2 separate regions of the Mus musculus genome follow, and region 2 is linked to region 1. The links are chromatin contacts, called in public Hi-C maps. All regions are on one chromosome and are shown on one strand. Each heading gives the region's core, a stretch centred on a gene start, on an enhancer-like site or on the middle of the called end of the contact. The rest is flanking DNA. Distances are from core to core; before and after follow the strand shown. Region 1 holds the start of Plxdc2 (plexin domain containing 2). Region 2 overlaps Plxdc2 (plexin domain containing 2).

Region 1 (6,101 bases), core at 2,565-5,064:
AGCATATTCTCAAGGATGAGGAATAGTAACATCCATTCCTTATGTATGGACAACTTATGTATGTATGATACAATTACAATAGCTTAAACGATGATGTTTATTATGTAATAATAGTTATAAGCCTCTATGCAGGCATCCAAGGACGAAAATCCTACTCTAGACCATGTTTCTGTAGCAATATAACTTACGCAAACTCAAGCTACAAAAATCTTTCTCAATTTTATGTTAAGTATCTTATGGAAAGTTGTGAGTCATTGCTAGAGAAGAACAATTAACCCGCAGATGCAATAATCTGACCCACACTTGCTTTACAGGAAACACTCATGTGGATTATCTCTATGTTATAAATTTTTGTTATAGATACTGATGCTAACAGAAACTTCAGCCACAGGAAATCAACAGGAATATTGCTAACTAAGCTGGCCCACTTCACTGGAAAGGAAGCACAAAAAATATCCAAGCAGAGAAAAACACAGTGAAAACAACAAGAAAATGACAGATTAAATATGAACTACATGTCCCTAGAACACAAAAACATTAGAAACAGGAACAGAGGAAATTAGTGGTTTCTCTGCCCTCTGGTGGCAATAAAACCAACCACAGCATTAGAAAAGTAAAAAGCACAACAAACAAATCTGTTATGAAATCAGATGTTTGCCCTTTGCCAAAATGCCCGTGGTAAAAAAATAAAACCCTGATTGTCGCATGCTACCTTTCACCTTCTGAAGTAGTTTCAGGATATTTAATTTTCAGATAAGTCATCTTACAGTGGAAAATAGAGTGTTTTCTTTTTTTTTTTTTTCTTCTGTGTTACCTTTCTGTGTTATATATTCAGTAGGTTAAAATCCCCGAATTCCGAGATAATTTCATAAAACTTCATGCGGAGTGTTGTTTGATTTATAGTTAATTCCCCGTCCCCAATCCTGTGAGCACAATGTTTCTAAGAGGTCCACCAGAAATAGTGAATTAGTTTAAAATGCTGGTGTATTTATGTTATCAACAAAGGCATGCCATACTCCCCAAAGCCAAAGCTTTCCACCAGCTGGTCTGCTCTGTGTGCAATGAATTTCATCCTCAGGTTTGCCTTAGAATAGCAAACTTAACATGGGTGCCAGTATATTATATACTCAGTAGTTAAATGAAAATTCCTAGTCTCTCTTTTATGTAGTTTTGCTGTAAATATATTATTTGCTTCCAGTACCAAAGAAGTTTTTAAACAAACAACTCAGGATGAATGTCCCCTCCTTTTTTGCAAAATTGCTTTGCATATTCATTTACTCCAAATAAGCTTATGGAGATGACTACTGCATCTTTTAAAGTGTTGCTTTCTGAAGAAAGTAAAACTGTTATTTTTTTCAGCCAATGCAATGTGCCAAGAAAATAAACAGAAATATGGTGTGCTAATATAAATTATAAATAGCCAAGAACTTATGTTCATTGATGAGGATGACCAGAGGTGACAAAAAAAATCCAAGAATTTTAATCTCAGCTTTTATCCTGTGGTCTTCATGTGCTGGTCCCCAGCACACACACACACACACACACACACACACACACACACACACACACACACACTTAAATAGGAGCCAGCCTTAAATAGGAGCACCAAGAAAGTAATTTTTTTCCTCTCTTAAAATTTGCAACTCAGGTACACGCATGACTTGGATTATCCTATTTGTCTCAAGATGGTAACATTTTATTCAAGGTTTTTGTAAACTCTTATTCTCACCTGGAGTCCCCAGGTGTACCTCCCGGACTTCTTTCTGTGACTCCTTGAAGGCTGACAGCTGGGTATACATGCATACTTTCTGAAGAACCATTTACCAGTCTTTCTTGAATTAAACAAAGAGGTGTACAGAGCAAAACAGAACCAAAGTGATTGTCCTAACCAGGAAGTTTTCCTTTCTTTTTCTCTTCAAGTGCTCTTTGCTCTCACTCCTGCTGGGAGTCTACAAGAGTTCACAGATTCCTGCCCCAGTGTTTCACTGACCTGCCTGTTCATTTCTTTGCTGAAGGGCAGAGATGGGGAGCAATCTGTGGGGTCACAGTGGAATGAGTGGTCTTGGGAGAAAGCTGGATTAGCCAGTCCCTGCTCAGTAGGAGGACACTTCACTACCACACACCTAACCAGACAGATCACCAGGGCACAGGGTGCGGCCAATTGCAAGTATCTGGAGGCCCTTCTCCTCCAGGGACAGTGTCAAGAAACCCTGAGGAACTGCTGGCATGTTGGGGCCTGTCTGTGAAACAGACAGGCAGAGGACAATGGGGCCAGGGCTTGTCCTCATAGGCACGACTGGTCCCCATCTTCTCCACCTCTTCTCTATCCCTGAACCCCGCTGCTTCTACTGCATCCACTTAGTAACCCCACAATGAGAAAACTAGTGAGGATAGCCTGAAGGAGGGATGTGCAGACACAAGGCGTTTTCCCTTGGCACGGGGCGACCTGCCATCCCTGACTGTCATCAGATTGTTCATCCATCCATCCCTTCCGCGGCGCACAGGGAAGAGCCTCTGAGCTCCAAGGGATGAGAATCCAGAGGGGAAACAACCTGATGTAACCAAGATTCAGAGAGGTATCCGCAGCAGCAGGCTCTCTCACACCCCGACCTCTTTGGGCTACTTGGGGTTAGGCAGGACCACCCCCTGGCGCCCAGGTGGAGTAAGCATCATAGCTTCAGGGAAGTCCTGGTTTCCCACACCTTTTGATCAAGCAAACCTCTTTCCCCATTCGAGAAACTCAAGTTTCCCAGAAAAACAACTAGGATAAGTTTCCCAAGGGCAGATACTTTGGGTGGGTGTGAGATGAGGATGGAGGTTCGAAGACACCGGAAGGATCTTCAGCCACACACAAAAACAATTGAGAAAAGTACTTCTTACCATTGGTATGGTGTCCAGGCTCCCCGTGGGCGAACTGGAACCGGTCTGTTAAAAAGTGACAAAGTAACATAACTCCTGCTGCGGCCAGGTCGGCCCTCCGGAACCTTGCCATGCCGCTGCCGCGACCTCTCTCCCCTGCCCAACGAATTTTTTCTTGAGACCCTGGGCTCCGGGGTTATCCCTGGGGATGGGGCGACACGGCCGAGCTCTGCTGGTGAGTCTTGGGTGGGATCCGGAGGCCTCTGACAGTTTCGCTAGGATTTCACTCCGGGTAACAGAAGTGAAGGAGAGACAGCTGAACCCTCTCCGAACTTCGGGAGCTCTCACTGCAACTTGTCACCCTCGCAGCCCCCAACTGAGACACAATCAACCAAGTGAGGGGAGGAAAGGTCACTTGCAGTAGGGTCGGCAAACTCCCGGGTCCTCTCAGGCAGCGCCACCCGGGCGCCCACAGACGGTGACTTCCGAGCGCCCGCGACGCGCTCCACTGGGTTCAAAACAGATCTAATTCCACTGGCTGCGCCGGTGCTGTTCCAGATTCAAGAGGGCGCTGAGCACCGGAGGAACTTTCCCAGACTTAGGTCTGGCCCCGGCGGGTGGTTGGTGTTCCCGAGAGAAGGAGGTTAGTGGAGGCTGGAGAAACCCCTCTGACAAGTTTTTCTTCTTTGCTTCGCCCAAGGCTGAGCGCGCGTCCTCGCCCGCAGCCGGAGGGATGGGCAGCTCCGGAGAGTAGAGCCGGGAATGCACCAGCTGCTGTGAGCAGAAGAGAGGTGGGGGTGTTTTTTAAAGAAAAAGAAAAACGGGAAAGTGAGGTTGCAGCCTGGTAAGAGAGCCCCTCCGGGCTAGGCAGGAGGTGGCTCCGAACGCCGCGGAGCCCCAGGAGTTTGGTGGCGGAGGCGCCGCCGCGCTCCCCCGCGCTCCAGCTCTACACTTTGGGGAGGGAAGGCGGCTTGCCATTTGCTAGATCTACCGCTGAACCCTCCTCTCTTCCCTCCGCCCTCCTCCCTCCCCTTCTCTCCTCCAGGCTTCTCCCACCTTCCTCCCAAAACCCGCAGCCAGCACCAACCTGTCCATTGGCTGAGCTTTTCTCGGGGGAGAGGGGGCGCCAGAAAAGTCTCCCACAGATGAAGCCCGAGAAGACTGGCTGGGGAAAGCCAGAGGACCATTGCGGCCCCAAACACCCGAGGACTGGTGCGAGTGGGGCGGTGGCAGATTCTAGTCTCCCGGACGCCATCCGCCCACCCGGTTCATGACCTTTGCAGAGGAACCGATGCCGCCTGCACCCTCCAGGCTTCCGTGGCTTTTGGGTGTCAGCCTGCGGGTAGAGAGGGATGAGGCCCCCCAGGGAGCGCCCACTATCTTCTGATTTCCGCCTGGGCACTAAAGGGTTAATAGTATTTCATCCCTCACTGAGGGCTGGTCTGGCAACCGTTGGGTGGCGGGGGAGCAAACCTGAGTCGCTAGGGTTACTGACATCCCCCAACTCCCAGCCCCCATCCCATCAAAAGCCCCTCCTACCCCAGACCCGCACAGAGGGAGGTGGAGGTGGCTCTGGGCTGCAGGGTCCTGAGGCCGCCACCGCGGTTTGGTAAAGTGTCAGAAGGAGGGAAAGGGAGAGTTTAAAGAAACAGGAAGCCCATTGAATTTCCTATAGGGGGTTTAAAGGGTTTTTGCTTGCTAGTTTGTTTTTGTTTTTTCAGCTTGAGGGTCTGCTTCAGCATTAACCCTTTCCAGGCCCCTTATCCGCTTACATTTAATTTAATTTAATTTGCATACACTTAGCCATCTTTTAATGGGGCTAAATAGAAAGCAAAGAGACAATGCATCCTTGGTGAAAAATACATGTTCTGGAGCACTGCCTGGGCTAGTACTTCAATTTTTTTTCCACAAGGAGCAATTTATTTAAGCTTTAAGCCTCAGGTCTCCAGGCATCAAATCAGGAAGATTTTATACTGAAGTTCATAGAAGGTCCTAGAAAGGAGGATTAGCCAAGTGAACTTAATTTTTTAAATCATCTGCTAGCCTGAAGAGAAATGCTCTTTCTTGAAGACAAAGGGAGAGCTAATTTAAACACATTCGAAAGTGTTCTGGGTTCAGCCGATGCTGTAGCTTGTTACTGTCTTGGCCTTGCCATGCTTTGAAGAATGCATGCATGTATGCTTTGAATCCATCTCAACATCTAGCAAAACCCACTGGAAGTGGGCCAAGATTACTGCAAAATTCGATACAGAAATTTTTGCCTTTCCACTGAAAACATTAACAAGCCTGTTTTCTCTAAAATAAGACTCGTTTCTCTATTTTGGGATATTTGTGAAGGTTTAAATACTCCATGCTTACACCTTTTATTATTCCAAGATGCTTGATAAATCCTGAGCTTTCTTCTGAGTGGTTGATGTCCTCTTGCCAACCAGACTTAAGACTGTAATTCTCTTATTTTTGCTCTACCAAGAGTGTTTTAAATCCTCAATTACATCTCAATCTGTGTATCTAGAGTATTTACATCAAGTTTAAAAGAGTGGTTTCCTAATGAAAAATTAATGGGACAGTCATCGATGTTGAGTTTTCCTTCTGCACTTTGAATGGCTGACACCGGTTGTGGATAGACTACTAATTATATTTGATATTAATTCTGTTCTCCCTTGAGTGGTTGTGAACAAGGAATGAGCACTCAGGTGACTTCCTGTAAACCTGCTTCCCACCTTAATTTGTAAAATAAAGAAGAGCTGATGATTAGGCAGATAAAAGGAAAGGTGGAGCAGGAGAGAGAGAGAGAGAGAGAGAGAGAGAGAGAGAGAGAGAGAGAGAGAGAGAGAGAGAGAGAGAGAGAGGAGAAAGTAGAAAAGGGAGAGGATGCAGAGGAGGAGGAAAAAGAAGAAAATTGGAGCAAAAGCACATCACCTGGAGAAACCTAAAGTTCTAAGGGGTCTCATAAACTGTGGAAGATGGTAGGATAACGGTAGACCTGCCCAATCTAGGCACAATCATGTGTTCATATTAATTGAGTCGTGTTTTCACTGCCGGGGGCTTATTTGGGATGGAGATTTACCTGCCAGAATCACTACCACCAACAAAACAAAACAAAGCAAACAAACAAACAAAACCAAACAAACAAAAAACAGGTCAGAGGCTATAGCAGAAACCCAGGCAGAGAACTTCCTGGGCCCTTTATCCAAATCCAGTTCTCATAAAGTCCACAACAGTAGGAACCAAACAATGATCAA
Region 2 (6,237 bases), core at 2,286-4,785, 95 kb before region 1:
ATGGCTCTTTCTAAAATGATAACAGACATCATCATCTACTTCCTTGCCAACATCTGCTCTCTCTGAGGAAGAAAAAGAACTTACTGGTCCCATGTGACTTGCCACTTGCTAAATGCAGCAAGGTCTTGAGAGCTAAGCTCCACCTGAGTATAAAACTGTGAGCTCCATCACAGCAAAGTCTCCCCAGTGGCCAAGGCTATAAATGGAGATTTTTTAAATTTTTTTTTAGATTTATTTATTTTATGTATATGAGTACACTGTGGCTGTCAGACACACCAGAAGAGGGCATTGGATCCCATTACAGATGGTTGTGAGCCACTACGTAATTGCTAAAAATTGAACTCAGGACCTCTGGAAGAGCAGTCAGTGCTGTTCACTGGTGAGCTATCTGTCCAGCCCAGTATGGATGCTCTTTAATTCTTTTGCTCATACCCACTTTCTTCTACATTTCGTGATGGATATTGATTATCTGCATGATGAGAGTTAATATTTGTAAAAGCCTAATCACACTCCAACATTCATTTCTATCTCAGTAAGCAAAGCTGAAGTCATAAAATAGCGTTCAGTGCCCAGAATAAATCCGCCCTGGCTTCTTATCCCAGATTTAAAGACCTTCACTACCGACTATGAGTTAGGCTATAGCAACCTTGAACTTCTCATTTTCCACGAATGTATTTTCAGACTCCTCACTACTAAAAGGGATCAGATGAAACTAACTCTGTGATGGCCTGTTTTCCCCAATCTTAGAAGGGACGAAAGTGTGCCTGAGAAAGTTGCTGGCTTGCTAATTCAAATAGAATTTGACATAAAAGTCAATGAGGAAGTGCTCATATAGACTTTATTTTCAAAGATAGGGAGATAAGTGTCATTTACCAACATCATAAGCAAATAAAAAGAAAACAAAAAAGATGCAGACCAAAGGTACCTCTCACTGAACTCACTCGACACCTGTACTCGACACCTGTAAAGGCAGGTCTGTCTTTATGACCCACAGACTGTCCACCTAAAGCCCACTTAGCACACCACCGTGTGACTTCTGCCATGTACCAGCAGCTTATAAATTCACTGGTGTGCAGAGACTTCCTGGCCCTCAGCTGCCTGATGGTTCTGATTGAGGAGCAACAAGCCTGGCAGACTTTCCTGCAGGACCTGCTGGCTCACCGTGGCACTTTGATGTTAAATAGAGCTTGCTGGTGTCACCTCCTGAGCTTAAGTGAGTTAGCAGTGTTGGTGGCAGCAGGGCCACAGACGTATTTACACAGCCACCACTTGCAGACCTTTAACTCTGCCCCTGATTTTGAATCCATTTTCTGTCAACTTCTGAAAAGGCATGGAGAGGTAGGAAATACAAAGGCATGGTCATCAGAAGAAGCCATTATTGTATCTCTGCGGGGTGACAATAAAGCATAGCCCAGCATATATTTTCTGCCACCTAAAGCGTAAAGCAAAGCTGAAATCATGAGCTTCGACCCTTCACTGCATCACAGGCAAACACATGGGTACCAATATAATTTTTTAAAAAGTAAATACAGAAACCAGTGGCAGGGGAGCTGACTTAGCACTTTGAAAAAAAAATATTTTATTTATTTCCAGTCCAGTGGCTGCTGCCCTGTCATTCTGCCCTCTCACAGCTCCTCATCCCTTCCTCCTCAGGCTTGCCTGAGGGGTGCTCCCTTCCCACCAGGCCTCCCCTTTCTCTGCAGCCTCAAGTCTCTCAAGGACTAAGCACATCTTCTCCCACTGAGGCCTGATCAGGCCAACCTCTGCTACATATTTGCCAAGGGCCACAAACAAGCCCCTGTATGCTCCTGGTTGGTGGATCAGTCTCAGAGAGCTCCCTGGGGTCTAGGTTAGTCGAGACTGCTGGTCTCCCTATAGGGGTCTCCATTTCAGCTTCTTTAATCCTTCCCCTAATTCAACAATAGGGATCCGGGATTTCAGTCCAATGGTTGGGTGTAAGTGAGCCACTGGTAGGGTCTCTCATGAGGGCCATGTTAGGCTCCTGTATGTAAGTATGTCATAGCAATGGGCTCACAGGACACTTACTACAGAAACAAACCAAGCACTCAAGGAATGACCCAAAAGAGTAGACACTGTTCTGAGCGACACACGTTAGGTTAGAGGGCTTAGCTCATGGAATATGGGGATTTTCTTGAGGGAGCCTTTACATATTCATTCGGGAAAGCAATTCACTGAACACAGATCCCTGAGTATGCTTGGCTAAGCAGTACATTCCTGAGCGTGCTCAGCCTAGGGTCATAATGTAAAAAGGAAGGAAAGTGTATTTAGAGACATGTTTAACCCAAGGTCATTGAGCACTGATTTTAAGATTTAACAAGGTGAACAGGAATGACTCTGAATAAGGACAGCTTACAATATAACGTATTATGTGAATATTAAAAATGGACAGTTCACTTAAATATTAATTAGAAATTTGTTATGAATGATATATACCTTCTTTAGCAGCATATAAAACAGATAATAGAATCTTATCTGTGCCATTAAATGAAATTATTCTATTTGATATACACAAATAATAATTATGCCAAGCCCTCAGGATAGCATAGCTACAAAGAAACAGTATATAAATTCTTTGATACTTTTATGCTTCTACAACTCTGCCAAAAACACTGAGTTGCAGATAGATGCATTAATGTTTTGACAAAATCATCTAGGCAGGGCTGGAGAAGTCACACGGAAGTCAATAGCACCTTTTATTTTTTTCTAGAGAACCAATGTTCAATTCCCTGCACCCACATGATGGATCAAAACCAGCTGTAAAATCATTCCTGGGGTATCTGGTGCCCTCTGCTGGCCTCCATGGGAATTGCATGTGCATAATGTGCTGACATACAGGCAGGTAAAACCACCCCGAAATAGGATAAAATGAATTTTTTTGTTTTGTCTTTTTGTTTGTTTGTTTGTTTGTTTTCCGAGATAGGGTTTCTCTGTATAGCCCTGGCTATCCTGGAACTCACTTTGTAGACCAGGTTGGCCTCGAACTCAGAAATCCACCTGCCTCTGCCTCCCAAGTGCTGGGATTAAAGGCATGCGCCACCACTGCCCGGCGGATAAAATGAATATTAAAATAGCTTAGATAGACATTATCCTGTGTAAGACTTTTCTGATAGTGCATCTAAGAGGATTTCTTAGTCTTATATGATATTTGGGGGTAGACTCTTACTGAGAGTAATCAGCTCAGAAATACATAAATCATGGTCCTCCGCAGCAGAGCTAGTGCTCAACAGCACGCTTTCTTCTGACTACTGACAATCTGCAGCTTCCTGCTCTTAAACAAGAAAAGACTGAACAACTTAGAAAACAACTCAAGGGATTTTCCATACATAAGCCAGAGCATTTGGGATAAGTTGAGAATAAACAATATAGACAGACACAAGATTTCCTTTGAAACCCTGCCTGCCTCAAAAACAAAAGAGTTGAGAAGAGCTTTGCGCTGGAGAGGCTGAAGTCCAGTTGTTTTTTTCAAGCCTCAAGTATGTGAAACACTATGTCTGTTAATAAGGAAATGGTTCCATGAGTCAAGGTCTGAGCTCTCATGGCCTTGAAGCCAGGCCAAGCTGGGAAATTCTGGCACTTTGGATCAACTTTAGGAGCTTTAAAAACATGTTTTAGTTTTTGAATCACTGAGCTGTATTTTATTACAAAATCCCTAAGCGAGGGAGGTACATGCTCAGACATCCCTGAGCAAGGCGCCAATTGTTTACTCTCTGTTCTTGAATGTGTCCATCCAACAAAATTAAGACATCAAGTCCATGTGGTATGATCCATTCAAAACTTTATTAGCAGAAAACACAAACACTGTCGGTCACAAGAGGGGCCGCCTCCGACCACTTCTTCACAGGTGGAGTCCAGGAAGCTCAAATCTAATTGAATGAGGGCTCACAAAGGGAGTTTGCTTCTAATAAACCTTCCCCCTCAGATCCCCAGCACCAGGGCTTGAACAAACAGCAAGTAAATAAAACTATCACTGAAGTGTGTCTAATTGCCTCTATCCCAACACATACATAACTCCGCCCTACTGGAACAGCCCCATAAAGGATAAGTTATGACAAGCTTTTAAACACACTGGCAAACTGTCCCTCAATTCACAGTGAGGCAGCATTAGTTTAGCTCCAGGGACTCTGCTAGCCTGCAGAGTGTCTTTGTGTAAATTAGAATCAGATGTCCTCTGGGTGGGATTTTTACATGCATTGTTGGGACTGCTCCTAGGGCACTGTGCTTGGCACATGGAATGCTGACTGGATTTTAGCTTCTTTCCTTCATTGGCTAGCTGCAGCTTTTTACTGGAAATAGCCCACATTGGCAGTCCTGAGCCAATTCCACTGAAGCTTTTAATGATGGAACACAATCTTAAGAAAAAAAAAAAATCCTTAAGAAGAATGGAGACTCCAAAGAAAGAAAATATAGCTAACAGTGAAGTCCAATGGCAGTGCTTGGTTTTGTGACAAAGCACATCAGACCAGACACTCTGTGAAAGGAAGGGACATCTTTTGTAAATTCTTTTCAGATATATAAATCTAAACCTTCATGTTCCAGAAGAAGAGAGGGACTCATTTTTTAATGATGAGGAAGGTGGCCAACAGAGTAGAAACTGACCTTCTGAACTATATAACTATTCATAGTCTATACTTTGTTAAATGTTCCATTAGTATCTTATGATCATTTTTTTCTATGACATTTAATAATATAATTTTCACAAAGTATCACATCTGAAATTATATTTTTCAATGAATGTCAAAATGTAGACCTCATACATATGTAAGTAAGGCAAATATTCACTGCAATGAAAATAAAAATTAATACATGAGAGTTAGCTACTTTGAACCATTAAGCACTAAAATCTTGTGTTCTAGAAGAGATTTCAAAGGTCAGAACATAGTCCAATGCCTGCAGGGACTTGGAAAATGCCATTAATAAGCATAGAGTGCCATTTGTAAGGAAACCAAGATACTAGCCAGCCATGGATAACCACTGAAGTTAGGCCTCAGTGTCGGTAAAGAATGAAAGTAGAGACAAGAAGAAATGTTGTCTTATTTGAAAGTAAGGATGTTAGGAACTAGGATGAAGCCCACAGCAACGAGATAGCAATGCCAACACTAGTGTGCACTTGAAGTATATGGAGATGCTATAAGATGTGTTTGAATGTCGCTGTGTGTAAAGAGGTCATACATTAATCCCAAGAGTATCTGAAATTACTGCGTGTAAGAAACCTCTGACTTCAAACAAGGCCTTTCTAGTATTAGGATGGAGCTGACGTGCCTTTATTTAGCATTCTTAAGACTACTGCGGCACTCACCCCAGGAGTATGTTATTTAGAATGGCATTCTTGAGCGTTTTAATATGCAGTAACCATACTTCAAGTTTCAATACTGACAGGAAGGAGAGAAAGACAAAACAACCAAGTCTTATGATGCAAAACCAGTATAATCAGACTCAGGTATATATCAAACAGATGACATGTGAAACCTATCATCCTTTAAAAATGACTCATGGAGCATGCCTTTAATCCCAGCACTTGGGAGGCAAAGGCAGGCGGATTTCTGAGTTTGAGGGCCAGCCTGGTCTACAAAGTGAATTCCAGGGCAGCCAGAGCTATACAGAGAAATCCTGTCTCGAAAAAAAAAAAAAAAAAAAAAAAAAAAAAACAAAAGACTCATGGAGAAAACACATACTACTTTCTTTGTCTGTTCTCTGAATTCCTTTTGTTTCTTGTTTATTAGTTGAGTAGATTAATATTCAGCCCAATTTGTTAATTGTTTCCCTTAAAGCAATAGACTATTAATTATAGTCACTGTTATTAGCCAGTTCTAATTCTCCCAAACAGCAGATGTTTTTAAAACAGGCTCACGGTGAGAGTGTCAGTTTAAAATATTCTCTGTCAGCAAGCTGCATTCTTTTAGCAAGTGCCTACATGCAAGATAATGTCCTTTCTTAATAAGGGTTTTGTGCAAATGAAAATGAGCAGAACACTCTAAGTGTAAAAGCTATGCCAATTAATGCCAAAGTGTCTCCTTAGATGGACTTTCATTTCCACTGTTCGGATAAGAATTTTATATACTACATTGATTAAAAAAAGAGTTTTCAAAGGACACTGTTACAAGTAATTAGGATCCTTTATATAGTTATGCTTGATGTCTTTTTTTAGCTTGTATATACACTGAATGATGCAAATAACATTATATTTAATAATGGGCCACTTTAGTATTTTAAGTTTAC

What was found. A called contact is a pair of places that touch in the nucleus more often than the background predicts.
Region 2: a Hi-C map of embryonic fibroblasts shows a contact between it and region 1, with 3 times the contacts expected there. The contact joins the enhancer-like site here to the promoter of Plxdc2 in region 1. A contact is called at or near these places in 1 of 39 promoter capture datasets (the 3T3-L1 cell line), 1 of 15 datasets of contacts at CTCF or cohesin (the NIH/3T3 cell line), 30 of 484 Hi-C or Micro-C datasets (the G1E-ER4 cell line, the Patski cell line, Sertoli cells and 15 more), 4 of 115 datasets of contacts at active chromatin or transcription factors (embryonic stem cells, kidney, microglia and 1 more) and 1 of 9 other capture datasets (adipose tissue).

Annotation. Positions count from the first base shown.
Region 1 is chr2:16,354,017-16,360,117 of GRCm38.p6, reverse strand. It overlaps Plxdc2 (plexin domain containing 2), which reads right to left and starts at 3,814. Exons shown (of 14, transcript NM_026162.6): 1 at 2,881-3,814. The coding sequence starts at 2,992.
Region 2 is chr2:16,448,834-16,455,070 of GRCm38.p6, reverse strand. The region is part of intron 1 of Plxdc2 (plexin domain containing 2); the gene reads right to left. Among named protein-coding and RNA genes, the nearest start is that of Plxdc2, 96 kb to the right of the region's middle. Within about 2 kb of position 3,535, at least 72 of the 459 cell types and tissues checked have an H3K27ac peak or open chromatin away from gene starts, as enhancers often do. A contact at or near this core is called in adipose tissue, adipose-derived mesenchymal stem cells, astrocytes and 6 more, where this site is marked.